2 separate regions of the Mus musculus genome follow, and region 2 is linked to region 1. A link is a contact called in public HiChIP or PLAC-seq data. All regions are on one chromosome and are shown on one strand. The core of a region is the stretch at or near the end of the contact, and the rest is flanking DNA. Distances in the headings are between cores, read along the strand shown.

Evidence for each region. HiChIP or PLAC-seq counts read pairs in DNA pulled down with a chosen protein or histone mark.
Region 2: a contact with region 1 is called in a BATF HiChIP or PLAC-seq map of CD8 T cells, with 5 read pairs. The contact joins the promoter of Krt24 here to the promoter of Ccr7 in region 1. A contact is called at or near these places in 13 of 39 promoter capture datasets (the 3T3-L1 cell line, 3T3-L1-derived adipocytes, the C10 cell line and 9 more), 2 of 15 datasets of contacts at CTCF or cohesin (CD8 T cells and large pre-B cells), 1 of 484 Hi-C or Micro-C datasets (palatal mesenchyme), 10 of 115 datasets of contacts at active chromatin or transcription factors (the 230-238 cell line, CD8 T cells, Th17 cells and 6 more) and 1 of 9 other capture datasets (adipose tissue).

What each region holds. Positions count from the first base shown.
Region 1 is chr11:99,152,325-99,159,179 of GRCm38.p6, forward strand. Ccr7 (chemokine (C-C motif) receptor 7) reads right to left here and starts at 2,753. Exons shown (of 3, transcript NM_007719.2): 1 at 2,665-2,753. The coding sequence starts at 2,674.
Region 2 is chr11:99,282,217-99,289,071 of GRCm38.p6, forward strand. Krt24 (keratin 24) reads right to left here and starts at 3,046. Exons shown (of 8, transcript NM_029393.2): 1 at 2,380-3,046; 2 at 1,329-1,411; 3 at 426-582; 4 at 98-259; 5 at 1-2. The coding sequence starts at 2,991. The region is part of intron 3 of Gm32385 (a long non-coding RNA gene); the gene reads left to right.

The DNA.
Region 1 (6,855 bases), core at 1,503-4,002:
ACATCAGTGTCTCTCATGGAACCTGGAGTTTGCCAATTCTGAAGACTGGTTGGCCAGCAAGTCTTATTATTCCTGCCTCCCTAAGCAGGCTTAGGTATTACGTGTGTACCTTGCTACAGCCAGCTTTTAAACTCTGAGGCTACAAGCTCAGGTTCCTCAGGCTTGTGTGCCAGTCACGTTCCTGACACTCGGATGCCTCATTTACTTTGTTGGCTTAAGGCTGTAGAGTCTGAAGATCTGGCTACAACCTGGCCCTTCTTTATTAGGTTTGACAACTTCTACACACCCTTCAAAATACAATTGCCATGCTTTCTGGACACGTGTTCACAGCCTTGCTTTTTGCTTTTGAATCTTGTCCTTATGCCCCCTCAGGAGTGCTGTGTCTCTCACTGTTGGTGTTGCGTGTTGACATACATGTTACGTTCCCCACCAGACTCTGTATTCAAGAAGTTCTCAATGAGTGACACATGACTGGAAGACAATACCACACAGAGGAGCGTTTTTTCCTAGCTACTCTGGGCTCCAGTGTTCTCCACAGCCAGGTTTCTGGAGGGCCACAAGAGAATGACCCTGAATTCTCTTCTACTGCCATCTACAGCTGAGCTGTGAGACACAAGTCTCTTATGGGTTCATTTGTCACCCCCTCCCCTTCTCTGATTTTGAGATGTTGTGCTGAGATCTGTGGTCCCATGTCTTGAAGTTAGGAAGGGTATATCAGGGCTGCTCATTCAAATCATGAAAGAGGCCAGCTCAGCCCTGGTTTGTAGTTTCTCATTTTGTATAACAGAAACCTAGGCCTTCTCACCCACCTCCTGTCCCTACTAGGTAGACAAAGAGTGAAAAACAGATAGTTTGTGGCCCACCCGCCCTTCCAACGGCGCCGGAGCCTGTTTTGAGCAAAACTTCTTAAGCAGTTTCCCCTCACACCAGCATTTCAGAGTTAGCTATTAGGGTGCTTCTTAAGTTGAGTAAAAAAGCAAGACTATCTCTTCTTCCAGGACCAGAGTTTGCCCCACCCCCTGTATCAAAGCCATGCATTTAGCATCCCCAAACCTAGTTCAGGAGAGACTCTATAGTGTCCCAAGTGCCAAGGAAGGCAGGTGTCTGTCTCCTTTTTGTGTCAAAACATTTAGACCTTTAATGGGACCGACTAAGGTCAATTGGGATGGTAAAATTTACACCATGGAAATTGGCAAATGCTGTAAATTTAGAACCTTTCCCTATTCTGGGAGCCACATTTTAGGAAGGTGGAGAAGATCTTTGGTGGATGGTGTGGGTTCTCTGAGACTATGGCTGGTGGAGGTAGATACCTGAGGTGTAGGCTTAGAAAGCAGGCAGGTGGGAGGAGAAGCTGGAATAGATATTTGCTTTCTAAAATATACTTAGAGAGGCTGATTCTATCCATCCATCCATCCACACATCCATCCATCCATCCATCCATCCATCCATCCATCCATCCATCCATTCCTCCATCCCTCTCTCCCTCCCTCCCATCAACACTTTTTACTTACACCCAAAACATCTGAGAGGCAGAGGTGTAAGAACAAAATCCTGCTTCCCATGAGTTCATAGCCAGCAGAGGTGGACCCCACTATATACCTTCCACAGCTGGATCTAGATCTAGGGTGCAATGCACGCTGGGCAGGAGAGACAGATAAAGATGCTGCTGGCTGTGGTGTGGCTTGGAGGGGGTGTGAGGACAGCACCAGGGAACCTTCACTTTTTAAAGTCAACCCCTTGTGGCTTTGAGGCTGGTGAGCGGAACTCTAGGAACTTGGCCCCTCCAGCCCCAGCCGAGTCTGACTCTGCAGCCGAGATTTAAGATGTGTAACTGGGGTGTCTGGAGCTGGACTCCCCTTGGCACTTTGCTATAGTAGACACTGAGGCTTGCCTGGTAGAATAGCTTGTTATAGAGAGGGCTGTGGTGTGTGGGCTTTGTTTTAGGGGCTGTGCTGTGCTGGCTACAGTTTCTCTACGTGGAGTGCCCCCTGGGCCACTCAATTTTATGTTAGTCATTCACCCTTTAACCTGCAAGAGGCACAAAACCTGGGATGTGTAGGAGGGAGGAAGGGAGGGAGGAAGACAGACAGAGACAGACAGACAGATGACAGGCAGAGACAACAAGAGGCAGAGGTGGCAGCTAGTATTTGTATTGCACTATGCACAGCACAGTTTCCATCAGTTTCACTCTTCTCGTGAGCAAGGAGATTCAAATCCTGGTTTAACAGGACAGAAAGGAGGGACCCAGAGTGGGAGCAGGGTGTCCTGAACTCTCTAAAGAGAATTTTCTTAGTCCCCAGAGGTGCCAGAGAACATCACCCATCCCTACCAGCTGAGAACGTGTTCTATCCAGGCATCAAGGTCAGTCTACCAGGCTGTTCATTGCCTGCTGCTTGAGAGGACCCAACTTTATGCCTGTGTCTGTCTTGGCATCCACAGCTGTTCCTTCCCCTGGGTCTGAAAGAGCAGGTACATCCTCTCTCCAATGCCTCATCCAACGGGATGGCATTCTCTGAAAGCAGCCACCAGTTCACACCAACTGCCCTGATTGCTCTGGAAACTCCCCCCCCCCCCCATGACCCCTATCCCCCATGCATGTTCATTGCCCTAGAGTCTGGCTTTGTGTCAGAAGTTTTGACTTCTCTTAAGAGAAAGCTTACTTACCTGGGTCCATGGTGCTCTGGGGGCTGTAGAAATCACACAGGAAGGCTGTGCTTTTGGTTCTTGTCTCTCTCCAGCTAGCCCTCTCTGGCAGGGAGGAAGTGGTAAGAGCCCCTTTTAAGTTGTTCCAGAGCCCCTCCCACTCCTGTCCCACCCCTCAGAGTCTTCCTGGGCCACAAGGTATGTGATAACCACATTCGGCTGTCATAGGATCCTGAATCACTGAGTCGTTTGCCTTCAGAAAGCCCCTGGTAGTAGTGCCTTGTAGAGACTCAGGGAGGAGCTGCTTACATCTGTGAGTGCCAAGCACGCCTGGGTGGCTGCTGTGGGGTGAGATAGGCTGAGGCTCGGGAGTCAGAGGTGTACTTGCATCCTTCTCTTGGTTTTGAATAAAAGTCTCCCTTTCAGTATGAACTTGATCAGTGGCTATTGTCCCAGCAGCCGCCAGGCAGCCCCGACATACACCTGCGCAGCCAGGGTGAGGTCTGTTGAACGGTCCGGCCAGCAAGGCTTCAGTGACACAACCACGAAGTGAAAGTTTGAGTGTTTATTTTTAGTACTTAAGCTAAACATCACAGGACCTAGATGCTAGATATGAGGGTGCCTGGAGCCCCTCGGCTTTCTCTACTAACCGAGAGGACATCAAGTCTAAGTCATTATCCAAACTGGTTCCCCAAGAAGAGATTTTATTTATTTATTTATTTATTTATTTATTTATTTTATTTTATTTTATTTTATTTTATTTTATTTTATTTTTGTCAGTGCCATGATTGTCCTAGAACTTGTTCTGTGGACCTAGCTAGCCTCGAACCCATGGAGATCTACCTGCATCTGCCTCCCGAGTGCTGGTATTAAAGACATATGCCACCATGCCTGGCCTATTTTTATTTTACTTTTTTTATTCTTTGTGACCACACCCATTTTCCCCCACAGGGAAACTGATTGATATATTTATTGGCATTTTTAATTGTTGTGCCTGTGTGGTGTGTATGGTGTGTGTACACACGTGTATGTGTGCGATCGTATGCGTGAATGTGGGGATTTTATGCCATTGCACGTGTGAAGATCAGAGACAATGTCAGGTGTCAGCCTACTTCCATTCTGTTGCAGGTATCACGTCTTTATTGAGTGCCCCATTCTATACTAAGGTGAGCTGGCCTTCTGGGTGCGTGGTCTCTTGTCTCTGCTTCCCATCTCCTTGGGGGACTGCTAGGATGACGAATGCTCATGCTACTGCCAAGCTGCTTATGAGGGTTCTGGGATTTGGACTCAGTTCCTCGTGTTTGTGGGGCAATTCTCTGTTAGCTACTAAGCCACCTCCCCAGTCCAAGGAGTGGGTTTAAAACAAGCATAGAGATCATGTGGGGACTGTGGGTGGCCATTGAGTTCTAGAGCAAATATCTAAATGTTCCATTTCCAGGAGAGACACCTGTAAATTTTTTTATCTCTAGCCACTGATTGTAGACAATTCAGTGAGCGACAGGACCCGACACAGAGCTCAGAATGACTTAGCCCTTCTTCTGTATTAACTAGTTAAAAACAGGGGGCTGGAGAGATGGCTCAGTGGGTAAGAGCACTGACTGCTCCTCCAGAGGTCCTGAGTTCAATCCCCAGCAACCACGCGTTGGCTCACAACCATCTGTAATGGGACCCGATGCCCTCTTCTGGTGTGTCTGAAGAGAGTGACAGTGTACTCATATACATAAGATAAATAAATAGTTAAAACAGTTGCCATGACAACATAACCCTTTAGGCACTCACTTGATACCCTTGCTCTGCTCTGCATACAGGGACTACATTTCCCGGACGACTTTCCCTCTAGCTTCTGGAGAGAATTGGCCATGAGGTTATACTGACAGGTAATGGAAGGTTGAAAGAAAGGAATTCATCTGTGTTTCCTTCCTTTCTTTTAAAAGACAACAGCTCTAGTTAGCTATAGTTCATATCTAAATTCACCTTTGAAAACGATTCATTGATTTTTATTTTATGTGTATGAGCATTTGCCTGAGTGCCTTTCTGTGTACCACCTGTGTGCCTACAGCCCGTGGAGGTCAGAAGACGGCGTCAGATCCTCTGGAACTGGAGTTACAGGCCTTGTGAGCTGATGTGTGGGTGCTGGGAACTGAGCCTGGATCCTCAGCAAGAGCATCAAGTGTCCTTAACTGTTGCGCCATCTCTCCCGTCCCCACATTTCCTCTTTTAAAGTAGACATTTCTGTGGTGTTTATATAGTCACGGCGTTTATTCGCCACGGTAAACTTTGAATCATTTTTAGTCAGATCTCCTCAGCCATTATTTCCGATGATTCCCATGTCCTTTCCACCTGTGCACATAACTGCTCTGAGCCGCAGACCTACTTTCTTTCTGTAGATTTGCTTCTGTTGATTAATGCACATAAATAGACACAATGTTACCTTCATATCTATCTTCTTTTAATTAGGTTCATCTATATGGAGTATGTTTCAACTCTCCACTCCTTTCTGTGGCTGAATAATATTCCATTGTGTGGATATACCACATTTGTTTTATCTACTATTAGTTGGCTATTTGGATTGTTTCTACTATTTAGTTATCATGAGTATTGTTGCTATAAATATTCATTTACAAGGGTTTTTGGGGGGGGCATGTATAATTTGTTGTATTTAGTTTTTTATTCCTGTGAACAGATGGCAAGACCAAGGTAACTTATATAAGAAAGCATTTAATTGTAGGCTTGCTTACAGTTTCAGAGGATGAGTTCACATCCATCATGGTGGATGATGGCATGGCAGGAGGCAGGCAGGCAAACAAGGTATGGGAGCAGTAGCCGAGAGCTTTCATGTTGAGGCATGAGGGAAGGAAGGAGAGAATGGGGGTGGGGGAAGGGAGAGGGAGAAAGAGCTGTGTGCAGGCATGTGGCACAGCATGCTTGTTGAGGTCAGAGGACATCTTGCAGGAGTAAGTCTCCTCTTCCCACCAGGTCTACTCCTGGGATCAAACTCAGGTTGTCAGGCTTGTCAGCAAGCACCTTTACCCATTAAACCATCTTGCATACCCCAGAACCCTATATGTTTTGTTTTAGTAATTATCTAATTCATTCATTCATTCATTCATTCATTCATTCATTCATTCAACAAACAGATATTTGGCATGCACTTATGTGTTAGGTATAGTGATGGACAGTATTGATCCAAAGACAAGCACACATGATCCTTGGCCTTGCTTAACTTACATGGAGTGAGTAGTCTGTTTGGACTCTTAAAATACCATGGACTGGATGTCTTACACAACAGAAATATGTTTCCTCATGGTTCTAGAGGCTGGAAGTCCCAAGGCAAAGGCCAGTAGGGTCAATTTCTGGTAATGTCACTCACATACCAATTCCATGGAACCAGGACCCTACTCTATAGTGCTATTTAATTTAAATAACTTCCTTAGATTCTCTACGTAGCAGTAGTTAGCTAAATCATTTTGTGCTCCCGATTCGTCACACCCATGCACCTGCCCAAGAGCTATCTGGATTCAAGAATGAAGCACACACACACACACACACACACACACACACACACACACACCAGTTAATTTTAAATATGCTTTGACTAGCTCAAAGGCTGGGCAGTTCTAATCTTCCCTGTGGCTAGAACACATTTCCCTTTGGTACTCCTGGCTTAATGCCCTCTAATTCTATATTTTATCTTTGTTGCCCTGGCTCCTTCTGGGTGCCCCTACCCCAGTCTTTGCTGCCCAAGACACTTCTGAGCTGTTCCTCCAGGGCCCGAATTCTTTCTCTCCTACATTTCGGATGCTTTTCCTTTTGCGTCTCTAATTCTGATCTGTTTCCCTCCAAACCACGACAATGCTCTCTCCTTCCTCTCTCCCAGTTCCCAGCCTGAGCAAATCTAAAGGTCTTGTTTCAGTCTACCTGCCCAACCATTGGCCATTGGCTCTTTTTTGATTGATCAAAAACCAATTGGGGACAAGGATCTTTAGTGTTTGGACATGCAGTTTCCCGATTTTGGGGGCTGGATTAATTCAAAGCATTAAAACCAACCCCCAACAGCTTTATTCTCAAATCCAGCCATCGTAGGGTCATAACTTTAGCATATGATCTTTGTGGGTGATGGTGGTAGGGAGTATCCAGTCCACCACAGTGAAGAAGATAGACAAAGATGGATCTTGTCTTATCAACAGAGGGTTCTGATGAAGTCCTGTAATT
Region 2 (6,855 bases), core at 1,796-4,295, 130 kb after region 1:
CTCTAAATGGAAATAGAGCACAGTTAGTTGTCCTAGGCTGCAGGAGCAGAGGTGGTGGCTTAAGCTTGACTGTTAGACGCTTGGTGCAGCACCCTACCCGCTCGTTGAACTGTCTCTCAGCTTCCTGGCGGTTCTGCTCGGCCATCGCCTCATACTGAGCCCTCATGTCATTCAGTAGTTTGGTCAGGTCGACTCCTGGGGCAGCATTCATTTCTACTGTCACATCCCCTCCAGAGCTTCCTTGCATACACTTCATTTCCTAGCATAAAGGGACAAAAAATGTACCGTAGTGATGGGAACGGAAAGGCACAACCTTCTAATGCAGGCGTCGAGGTGAACATTTAAAACTGTGACACCTGGAGGAGAACTGGTTACCATTGGATGTGGTGGAAAATGCCTACGGTGGCTGCACAGCCGGTTCCTACCTCCTCGTGGTTCTTCCTCAGGAAGACCAGCTCCTCAGTCAGACCCTCAATCTGCATCTCCAGGTCACAGCGAGTCATGGTCATTTCGTCCAGCACTTTGCGCAGGCCATTGATGTCGGCCTCCAAGCACTCTCGAAGGCAGAGTTCATGCTCATACCTGGAGTGGGTCACGGGAAGGCAGGTGAGGGACGGGTCTCAGAGCATCTCTCTTCCACAACCCCGGGACAAGTTTTCACCTTGGAGCAATGGTTCTCATTTTTTTTTTTTTTCTGTGTCTAACCCAGGGCCCTTGGCCTTTGTTAGCAAGTGATCTTATCGTTGGAGCTGCACCCCCCCCCCCCGCCCACCCCTGACTATTTTGATAAATGAAAATGGCTGGCATTTCTCTAAAGGTTTTTTCTTTTAATCTCATGAAGAAAAATAATTTCTAATATTAGCTCTAGCCATGTACGATATTTTTATAATAGTTCTCAACCCTCATCCCATCCTTCCTTCCTCTCACCCGTTCTTGCCTTCTTTTTCCCTTCCCTTCTCTCCCAGCAATAGTCTCTAACGTTTACTCCTGGGAGACAGACATACAAGTGCATTCTTGTGACATAGCACTCTGCAGCTAGAGGCAAGAAGATGAAGAGTTCAAAGCCAGCCTCAGTTACATAGTGAGTTTGACTCCTGTTTAGGCTACACAGTATCTGTCTCAAACAAAACAAAACAAAACAAAACAAAACAAAACAAAACAAAGCACCTCTAAATACTCCAAACCAAAATAGCAAAATAGGAGAAAACCGACCAAGCTCTCTCCTGTTTTATTTAGGTCACCATCCCCCAAAGGGTTTTTCCCCCTCAGCAATTGGACCCTGTTTTATTTCCTGTGATTCTTGCTTTCAAGTACTTCCTGGGCCTTACTTCATTCTGAAGTCATCAGCAGCCAGCCTAGCGTTGTCAATCTGCAGAGTCATTCTGGCGTTTTCACAAGTGGCTGAAAGGATCTAGGAAAGAAGGAAGATTGAAGCCCAAGGTGCTTTCTCAGTTGCTTTTGACGCCCACCTGCTGAGGGTACACATCTCCTAGGTCATTAAACTCTTAAAGGTGGGTTAACCCTGGCAGATTCCTTTAGCAGAGACCCTTGGATACTTAGCACTACATCTCTCTGCAATAGGAAACAGCTTCCATAATTGTTGGGGTAGACACAGGACAGTGTTTTATACAATACTGTCCTTTGCTCCTGTCTGCTGGAAGACAGAAGCATCAGAAGATGGGCCATTTCCTCACCTAGTCAAGGTTTCAATGTGAACACAGAATTTCACTTAAAAATATACTTCTCCATACACCTGTGGCTGATTTTTTTTTTCTTTTTAGTTTGATGACATTAGGCAACATGTCACAGATTCTCTAGGAAGAAAAAAATCGTCCTAATGAATCCAGAAAGACACAAAAAAATGTTCTAACCTGTCAGAATGAGTCATGAATAATTAGGTCACCCTAATTATCCCCTTGGTACCATGGCTCTTATGTATGCCTGCCAGTTGGCCATCTGGCATTGTACAAATGCCGTACTCACATTGAGATTCAGACAGAACGCTATTATTGTACATCATATGAGGGACTGTCATAATCCAGATACAGCAGGACCCATTTCGCACACATGAATAATTCATTGACTTCAAATTTCCTTGCAGGGCCCTGGAGATGCCTTAGCATGTATAGACACTTGCTATGTCTAATGCCCTGACTTTGACCCAGGGACTCACTCGGTAGAAGAAGAGAACCAGCTCCCATAAGATGCCCTCTGACTTCCACTCTTGGGCTATGCCATCCGTGCATGTCCCTTCTCCATACACACACGCAGACACACACTCACACACAAGGAAATAAATAAACGTAAGAACAATCCCCTCGGGGTGTATGACCCGAATAAAGCCATACAGGTCATAGGAGCAGAGCTACAGAGGCCCACCTGCTTCTTCAGATCTTCGATGATTGAGTAGTATTGGCTGTAGTCTCTTCCAGACCCACCTTTTACAGACCCATGCTTGCCATACCAGTCCTTGATTTTACACTCCAGATCCGTGTTGGCTTCCTCCAGGGCTCGGACTTTGTCTAGGTAGTTGGCTAGCCGGTCATTGAGGTCTTGCATAGTTTGCTTTTCGCTTCCAGAGAGAAGGCCCCCATCATAGCCACTGACGCCACCAAGACCGCACCCCATACTACCTCCATAGCTAGAGAAGCCTCCACTAGATCCCCCACCAAAGCCAGAGCCCCCACCAAAGCCAGAGCCCCCACCAAAGCCAGAGCTCCCGCCAAAGCCCGACCCTCCACCGTAGCTAGAGGCTGCTCCGAATCCACCCCTTACTGAGCAGCTGCCGAAGCCCCCTCCCATGCTACCCTTAGATCCCCCACTCAGGCTCCAGCTGTTGCTGCTCCCCTGGAAGCCCCAGGCAGAGCCTCCCCCTAGCCCACAGCTGCTCCCACCGCCAAAGGAACTTCCCCCAGTGCACCCCCTGCTGCCCACAGCCCCGGAGGAGGAGACTCGGGAGGAGCAGGACCCTTTCTGAGCTGAGCAGAACATGATGCCTTCAAGGACTGAGCTTCTGCGGTGATAGGAAAGGTGGAGTGAGAGGCCTGTTCCAGTCTGCCTTTTTGGCCCTTATATACACACCGATAGGGTGTTCCTTTTCTCTGAGCATTTCCTAATCCCTGTTACAGTTTTGTTAATCCCTAATTGGATAATTTATTTTCCACGAACCTACTCTACTGGCTCTTTTTTATGAGGCTAGGTCAGACATAGAAAAAAAAAAATAAGGTGGAGCCAATTTTTTTTTTCTTTCAGAATTACTGTTGTCCTTGAGAAGTTTTGATGACTGGCAATTCCAAGTATTCAGAAAGTATAACTCCATTCTATTTGTCCCATGGTTTCCCCGATGGCAGAGCACATCCTCAGATTATCAAGTGTAATTAAAACCCTCAGTGTGGTGACAGGGAACACTTCCCACCGGTTATCTTTTGGTCTGTGTTATGATCAACAGTAAAAGGGAGGAATCATCAGCCCGGATTTTGCATTGAATGAAGCTCTCTCCTCTTTGATTTGGTTATTGCTTTCTTTGAAACTCAGGATGAATTGAGGTGTGAACCTCCTACTTCGAACTGAGGACTGTTGGGTCTCAGGGCCACGCTCATTCAGGCAGACACTGACTGAGGACGGTCGGACAAGGTTTCAGATGGTTCCAGCTTGGAACTAGGGAGAGGCCACCACTGCTTTCCTTTCTGATTGAACTCAGCTCCTCCTTGCTCTGCTCCACTTCGAGATAAGTCCTTGGGTAGTCTAGGCTGGAAGGGAACCTTTGCGTTTCTCATCCTCTCGCCTCTAGTTCCCGAGGGCTGTTATCACAGGCATGCACCACCACAGTCAGTGTTGTACTGGCTTGGGGACTGAACCCAGGGCTTTGTGCTTGCTAGGCAAGCACACCACCAACTCAGCTACACTTCCAGCCCTGTGTTCTTGTCTTACAGCCAGGGTAGCTTCATTCTTTGGAATCAAGTCTTAAGAAATGGAGAGGAACCGATGCCTACAGCTCCTGCCTCTGTTTTGGAGGCAACTGGCAAAGAGAAACTTGAAACCACCATTAATATACAAAGAAGTCATTTTACAGGAGTTTGTTCATTTTGCACATGGAGAAACGGAGTTTGGTCGAGTCTGTCCAGTCTCTCTGCTTAGGTTTTCCTGTTTTTGTCTAAAGGATATTTAGAAGCGAGGACCTTTAATTCTGATAACTCACGCTATGGTTAGGATTATCCTATCTTAGGATCTTCAGTTCCGGAACTTTCCCTGTTCGTTTTCTGCCTTGTATTGTTCTTGTTTGTGGTATAGACAGTTCCTTTTGTGTTGGCTACTAGTTCCTCTGGTTTGAAAGTGCCGTTTAAAAAGTCTAGCAACGGGGCTGCTGAGATGGCTGAGTAGGTATGGGTGCTTGCTGTCAAGTCTGACCACCCTAATTTGATACTTGGACCCACATGGAAGGAGAGGACTGATTCCTGCAAGTTGTCACCTGACCTTCACATTTTGCCACAACCTGAGCACATGCCAACACACACACACACACACACACACACACACACACACACACACACACACACACACTAAATAAATGGTTTTATTTTTAAACTAAAAAATGTGAAAGCATGTTTCATCCCACTTGTATTAAGCACCCAGAGGAATCAAATTCATAGCCATACACAGTAGGAGGGTTGCACCAGGGGCTGGGCGGGCTTGGGGGTGGGACCGCTGCTGTTGAGTTGGTAGGGATTGACCTCTCAGTGTGGCAAAGCTTCAGTAGGTCAGTTGCTCAGACAATGTGAGTGCGCTCGCCCCTGCTGAACTGTACCCATCAAGTGACGGCGATGGGAAGCTTTATGTGTTTATTTTATCACAATTTTTTAATAGGTGACATTTTCCACAGTTGTGCTTAGCTTTATACTCAAGTAACTGGGTTTTCATATTTGAAACTTTCTCCCTTGCCTTGGCGGACTTTTAAATCATGTGCGTGCTTTAATCTCTAGCTAACCTTTTTCCTTAAGCTGATTTTATTGTGTGTTTATTATTAACTAGGTGATAATTACTTTTACTGTGTGTGTGTATGTGTATGTATGTGTATGTATGTGTATGTGTGTGCATGTGTGTGTGCATGTGTGTATATGTGTATGTATGTATTTGTGTGTATGTATGTGTGTGTATGTATGTGTATGTGTGTGTATTTGTGTGTATTTGCATGTGTATGTGTGTGCATGTGTGTGTATGTGCATGTGTATGTGTGTGTGTATGTGTGTGTGTGTGTGTGCATGTGTATGTGTGTGTGTGTGTGTGCATGTGTATGTGTGTGTATGTGTGTGTGTGTGCATGTGTATGTGTGTGTGTATATGTGTGTGTGTGCATGTGTATGTGTGTGTATGTGTGTGTGTGTGTGCATGTGTATGTGTGTGTATATGTGTGTGTGCATGTGTATGTGTGTGTACGTGCACGCGCATACATGCTAGACCATCTGGCCAGCAAACCTCAGGGACCTTCCCTGCCTCTACCTCGCCATGCCTAGCTTTGAATATGGGTTCTGGGGATCAATTCGGGGTCTGGCAAATGAGGACGTTTTTCTCCCTCTGTAGATTAGGAATCTTTCCACTCAGGGGCGGAGGAGGTTTTAAAGGGAATGAACGGGAAATGAAAGAAACCTGACGGAACATAGGAGGCGAAGAACCTGGGCAGAGAGCTTCCTGTGAAAGGCCAGGAGGACAGCATTAAAAAAACTGATAGTCACTTTGTGTTTATGGCTTTTTCTGTAACTATCCTCTGGGCTGGAGGGCTTTAAAGCCTTCAATTATGTTGTTTCTTGGGATATCAGAACATTTGGGTCTTAACTGAGGAAGTATGGAATGGCTGACTTGGTGTTAGTTTTCTTTATGTTTTGTAATGCTAGTTTCCCTTTTCCCCTCCCTTCTTCCCTCCCTCCCTCCCTCCCTCCCTCCCTTCTTCCTTCCCTCCCTCCCTCCCTTGCTTTCTTCTTTGATTTCTTTATTCCCAATGCTAGGGGTCTAACCCAGATACTCAGGGACTTACACATGCTGCGCAGTGTTCTGCCTCTGATCAACCTTTCTAAATTTTTCTTATTTATCCTTTAAATTGACTTTCAAAATTAAGGTTTTTGTCTGTGTGTATGCGTGCGCAATTCTCTGTGTAGAAGCGTGTCGTGGTCAGAAAGTCTTGTCTTTCATTTATTTACATTATTATTATTATTATTATTATTATTATTATTAAGATAGAGCCTCTCATTGATCCTGGAGCTCACCGCTTCAGCTACCCTGGCTGCCTGTGAGCCCCCGGGATCCTCCTGCCTCTGTCCTCCAGCTTGGGAGTTACAAGTGTGCACAGGTATGCTGGCTTTTATGTGGGTTTAGGGGATCTGAACTCAGCTCCTCATGTTTGTATAGCAAGCTCTTTATCCATGGAGCCATACCCCAATCTCTCAGATTAAGTTCTCAGGAGATACTTTTCTGGGTCTTCTCAGAATGGACCAATGGGACAGGCATTTAATGGCTAAAACAGCTGTTGCTACTGAAAGATCCTGACAGAATGTAAAAGGACACAGAAGCCCTGAAATTGGTAAGATAGATGTCAGTGTTAGCAGAACTAGCTTCACTGATTTAGAAAAATAGAGGTGCACAATGCTCTGGCCACTCCTTGAACCTGTGTGTCTGCCAATGTTTTGACCATTCCTTGACCCATGTGTGTGCCCACTGATGAAGCCCATTGCCAGGTGTTTGTGATATTGGTTGCTGAGAAAGAGTCAGAAAATCCCCCCAGCAACCACAGCCAGGCCAATCCTGAGTTGCTACACCTGCACCAGACTCTTTCCTTGTACCCCTCCCATACCCATTTCTTGAGAAT